2 separate regions of the Anas platyrhynchos genome follow, and region 1 is linked to region 2. A link is a contact called in public Hi-C data. All regions are on one chromosome and are shown on one strand. The core of a region is the stretch at or near the end of the contact, and the rest is flanking DNA. Distances in the headings are between cores, read along the strand shown.

The links. A called contact is a pair of places that touch in the nucleus more often than the background predicts.
Region 1: a contact with region 2 is called in a Hi-C map of F5 follicle, with 2.2 times the contacts expected there. The contact joins two enhancer-like sites. A contact is called at or near these places in 2 of 8 Hi-C or Micro-C datasets (F5 follicle and small yellow follicle).

The regions. Positions count from the first base shown.
Region 1 is chr1:34,566,910-34,569,660 of IASCAAS_PekinDuck_T2T, forward strand. The region is part of intron 1 of LOC106014350 (a long non-coding RNA gene); the gene reads right to left. Among named protein-coding and RNA genes, the nearest start is that of TAFA2, 340 kb to the right of the region's middle. Within about 2 kb of position 1,457, at least 3 of the 8 cell types and tissues checked have an H3K27ac peak or open chromatin away from gene starts, as enhancers often do. A contact at or near this core is called in F5 follicle and small yellow follicle, where this site is marked.
Region 2 is chr1:34,509,499-34,512,497 of IASCAAS_PekinDuck_T2T, forward strand. No RefSeq gene overlaps it. Among named protein-coding and RNA genes, the nearest start is that of TAFA2, 400 kb to the right of the region's middle. Within about 2 kb of position 1,748, at least 3 of the 8 cell types and tissues checked have an H3K27ac peak or open chromatin away from gene starts, as enhancers often do. A contact at or near this core is called in F5 follicle and small yellow follicle, where this site is marked.

The DNA.
Region 1 (2,751 bases), core at 207-2,706, 57 kb after region 2:
ACAGTATCTCTTGCACTTGGAAAAAATATATATAATAAAAATAAATAAATATAACAAAATAACAATAAAAAGACCTTAAACTTACCTAAAAATCAATTCAGAATTATCTTTCAAGTCCCTTCTTTAAAATTCCTGTCACATACAGCCTACAAAATCTTGACTTCAGATTTACAGGAATATCATTTTTTGCTTGTATGAACAGTAAGCATTTTCTTGTTCTCTGCCTTTGCAATAAGCAACATAGACTTTTAGACAATCTTCTAAACATGCCATTAGCCATAGTGCACACAAGTGGCCATGATATAGAATAAGGTAGAAGAGATCTTCCAAAGGAAATACTGGGCTGTTAGGTAAGGGAGCACAAGATCTTCATGAAATGTCCCAAATGTCATGGGAAAAACAGTATGAACAGAAAGAAAAGTGGTTAAGAAACTAGTGTAGAATTGAGTTGTTTTGATTTGATAAAAACTGTGGAAAAAAAGTAAAACCTGAGGTACTAATTATATTATGTTATATATATTAATATATATATAATATATTGTAAAACATATATAATATAGTTCTCCCTTACATGGTCTACATATCCATTCATCTAAGAAAATATTCTAACTTTACCTTAAAAGAAAACAATTGCTAATTAGATGTCAAATCTGCATGCCAATAGACAGAGTTAAGAGCTCTCTATCATGTTTTCAGGATGTAATAAATGGCTCAGACTTCAAAATAGGACTATAATCAAAGTTTACAATTTATTAAAGGAACAGAGGTAAGCAAACAGCGCTGGGTGTGCTGGAAGTCTCTGCTCCACCAAGACGCACACCAGTTTCATCAAGCAGCTGATTTTTATGCTCCTAGGCTGATACATATTACTACTTCTTAAAAAAAAAAAAAAAAAAAAACAACAAAAAAAAAAAAACAGAGTTATTATAGTTAGTTTCTGGAATCCAAACCCTCCTACTGGAGCATGCGTATCAGTCTCTGGTGGCCCCTCTGGGGGTCTCTCGTGCTGAAGGCTCATAGTCTTCCTCCCTCTTGTCCTTCTCCTTTGTCCAACTTGGCTGTATGTCAGAGACTTGTGCAGCATCCCCTGCAAGCTTTGTCTTTTAGTTGTTCTTCAGCTCTCCCCGTCTCCTTAATCTCCTGGCCAGATATCAGAGACTTGCATAGTGTCCCATGCAATAGTCATAATAGTTAGCAGCTATTCTGAAACCCCCCAGATATCAGAGACTTCAAGGAAAAGCCTACAAATACATTTCCCTTCAAGCTCTCTATTGACATGAATTGCTAAAACGTTTCTTTGCAAGATACTAGAACTATATACGTTAACCACTCTGTTTTTCTTAGACTTGTGGTTATACAAGGGTATGTAAGACAGAAGGTCACATTCATCATACAATGCAGCCCTAGCATTGTTCCATACTGACACGAATCAGATGAACATATCTCACAGGGACTCCAGCAGCCTCTGTACAGAAGTAGAGACTTTCCGTAGTACACTAACCAGAAAGACAGAGAGAAAGAGATTGCTTGACTTGAAAAGAAATTGCTGACAGAAGACTTATCTGTAGAAATGGAGCTGGAAAGCAAAGTTCAATGACTTTTTTTTTTTAGAAGAGCATTTGCAGTTTAATGCTCAATCCTTTTGCAGCACCATTGCCAATTGGATAAAATATTTAATGGCACTGTATTTTGAACGATATATTTTTGACAATGCATTTCATGCTTTGAATGCCATTGAAGTTATGAGATTGGAGTGAATAATGAAAGAGTAACACAGCAATCATTATGGCACTGTGTTCAGATTTGTTATTCTTCATTGACATGCCACTAGCTAAATCAAGTCTTGGTAATACATAACTGGTTCTAACTTTGTAGGAATTACATTAAGATATAAGAAGGTCTCAACCTTCTGTCTTATTCTGTGCAATATTGAAGTCACATTAATATTTAAAGCTTCAGTATCCATTGTGGGAAATAAAATTTTAAAGAGCATGTACAAATCTGTGCTACAAAAATTTGATTTCAGAGCTTTAGTTTTCATACCAGTGTTATCTGTTCATAAAGCAATCCAGCCAGGAAAGAAAGAATAGCAGAGAGCCAGACAAGCTTTCAAAATGTTTATCATAGTGTTTCATGTACATGTATGAGTAAATGCGGCATTTTCAGGATTTCAATACTACTTGGTTTAAAGTTATAAAAGGGAAAGCTTGAAAAGAAAGGAAGTTATTCAAGAGGAAGTATAAATTCAAGTATTAATAAACAATGATAAGACAATAACCTACATGTCTTCAACAAGAAGTAGCAGAGTTACTCATTTAGAACTGAAATTTGTCATTACTGATTTTGAGGATGTCATAAGTGCAATGTTAAAAAACACTTAAAGCCATTGTAGCAGTTGCAGGATGATCAAAAATAAAATAAAATTTAACAATAAATACTAACCAAGTGCTTATAAACGAAGTGACAAATGACTCATTTCTGGTTGAAATCACAAAAGCAGGTGTAAAATGCCTGCTGTTCACAGAGAAGTTGTATGGGAACCTCTTCTGTTTTATTGCTCCAAAGTACTGCAATTGTATCTTCCTCCCATGCCATAATCACTGCTTATTCTCACTGCATTATAGCAGTGCAAAACATGCACAAAACAATATACCAAATCAGATCAATGGTGGTGCTGCTTGCTTAGACAAACAGACAAGTTGAGCACAAAACTCTCACAATGAGAAAGATTTTAAAACTCTGTGGTACTGA
Region 2 (2,999 bases), core at 498-2,997:
AGGCTGGGTGCTGACCTGCAGAAGCACAGCTCTGCAGAGAGAGCCCTGGGAGCCTTGGTGGACAGCAAGTTGACCATGAGTCAGCAATGTGCCCTTGTGGCCAAGAAGGCCAACAGTATCCTGGGGTGCATTCAGAAGAGTGTTGCCAGCAGGTCAAGGGAGGTGATTCTCCCCCTCTCCTCAGCGCTGGTGAGGCCACACCTGGAGAATTGTGTCCAGATCTGGGCTCCCCAGTACAAGAGGGACATGGAGCTACTGGAGCGAGTTTAGAGGAGGGCTACGAAGATGATTAGAGGACTGGAGCAGCTGTTTTGTGAGAACAGGCTGAAAGAACTGGGCCTGTTTAGCCTGCAAAAGAGAAGATTGAGGGGAGACCTCATTAATGTCTATAAATATCTGAGGGGAGGGTGCTGAGAGGATGGAGCCGGTCTCTTTTCAGTTGCACCCAATGACAGGACGAGAGGCAACAGGCTAAAGCTGAAGTCCAGCAGGTTTTGGCTGAATATGAGAGGGCACTTCTTTACTGTGAGGGTGACAGAGCACTAGAACAGGTTGCCCAGAGGCGCTGTGGAGTTTCATTCTCTGGAGATATTCAAAACCCACCTGGATGCCATCCTGCACAATGTGATCTATGTGATCCTGCTCAGCAGGGGGGTTGGACTAGATGAACTAGAGGTCCCTTCCAACCTCGGCGATTCTGTGTGATTCTGTGATAAAGAAATGTGAATAGAAAAGTACTTAAGCATGTGTTTAAGGATTTTGTTAAACTGCAAACTTGCTCTATTTGTTGATTATTTGTAGTTTCCTGAACAAAGCTTAAAGGAGAAATGTTCACCTACAACCAGTCAAAAAAAAAAAAAAAAAAAAAAAAAGTCAAAAGTGGAGTATGAAATAGCTCCTTCAAATATTTTCAGCTTTTTGGAAAATACTCACAAATGTATACAATTATAAGTATACAAGTAAAGGGTCAAGGAACAGACATTCTATTCCCTAGGCTAAAGGCTGAAAATACAGAACATATTTATGTACAAACATTTTCCTTTTCCTCTTTCCCCCGCTGCTAGCAATTTTCCCTAATGGTAATGCCACAAAACAGAAAGAAAAATAAATAAATAAACATATAAACACTGGCTGTTTCAAGCTATAATATGTGCAATGTTTACTACTATTTGGGGAATTATAAGTCTAGCTATGTGTTTTAGCATTCTTTCCAAATTCTTGCAGTTGAAAATGTCTCAAATTCATGTTCTGTTATCTATTTACACATCTGTTGTAGAAGTGTTAACTGAGGATTCAACCTTTGCTGTTCCACCTGACATGTTAACATTCTTAGTGTTTAATCCCTAGACATCATTTTCAGCCTACCCAACTTTTTCTGTTTTAAAGTGACAGACATCTGCGCATTGCTTGTGCTCAGTTACTATTGACTTCCTATATCAGAGATCACCTGTTATAAATATTCTTGGAAATGCACACTGACACTGCACAGTTTCCTTCTTCTGTCCTTTCATGAGCAGTTGGTGGGTTGTTTTTCTTGGGGGTGGGAGGGATCTTTAATATCTGCCTAGGTTAATATTTTATTAGTATTCTACCATTTTATTAGTATTTTTTTCTGCAATGCAATGTGGAAACTTGAAATTTATCATTAAAGCTTCTCAGGGAAGATAGTGGGTAAGGAGACCTCTGCAGATCTGTTGTGGTTTAACCCTGGTAGGCAGCCAAACTCCACACAGACACTCACTCCACACCCTGTGGGATGGGGAAGAGAGTAGGAAAGACAAAACAGAGACCATTTGTGGGCTGAGATAAAGACAGTTTAAAAGACAGAACAAAATCTGTGCACACAACCAAAGCAAAACAAGGAATTCATTCACTTCTTCCCATTGGCAAAATATTCAGCCATTTCCAAGAAAGCAGGGCTCATCATGTGTAATGTTTTCTTGGGAAGACAAATGCCATCACTCTGAACATTCCCTTCTCCTTCTACTTTCCCCCAACTATCATTGTTCAGCATGATGGTATGGAATATCAGCCTGGATAACCTGTCCTGGCTGTGTCCCCTCTCTCAGCTCCCTGTGCACCCCCAGCCTCCTTGCTGTCAGGGCAGTGTGAGAAGCCAAAAAGTCCTTGGCTCTGCTCAAACACTGCTCAGCAGCAACTAAAGCATAAATGTATTATCAACACTGATTTCATCATAAAGAAGAACTTTTAGGTCCTTACCACACTGATACCATTCACTGATACGCCAGATACTGGGCTTCTAAAAATCTTCATCGCGTGCAAAGAGAGATCACCACCACCCAAAAGACCACTTTACTTTCCCAAAGACTTTAAGATACTTATGTGTGCAGTCAGGTAGTCAACCTGCAAACAACAACTTGAACTTTTTGGTAATAGGTATGTGTGACATCCCCTCCCTGCACGCAGAAAGGTTTCTTATGATAACTCCATGATAACTTTTTATATTTTCAGTTGGACTGCAGAAAGATCTTTATATAAAATACTGAGCTCTCTTTCGTGATTTTTTTTTTAATTTTCTTTCTTTTTTTTTTTTTGGAAACATATCTCAAAAATAAAAATATAAATGCATACAGAAAAGTGCTAAAAGCAGTAAACCTGTTTTTTCACCTGTTTTTTCACTCAAGAAAAAATATAGTGCTCCCTCATTCACTTCATTACCAGATATTTCAAGCCTTATCATGCTACCTGACTTGATGGCCTACACAAGGGTAACATGAAAGCAGGCTGGAGAATTAAAAATAAAAAATAAAATAAAATAAAATAAAATAAAATAAAATAAAATAAAATAAAATAAAATAAAATAAAATAAAATAAAATAATAAAATAAAATAAAAGGTGAAAGGACTTCCAAGGAACAGGTCAAAGGTAGCGTGACATTCTGATAAAGACACCACTTACTATAGCACAAAGCCATACACCTGTGGGTTGTAGTTTCAAGATAAAACTTCACACAGCATGTGCACCAGCTCATGCTCTGG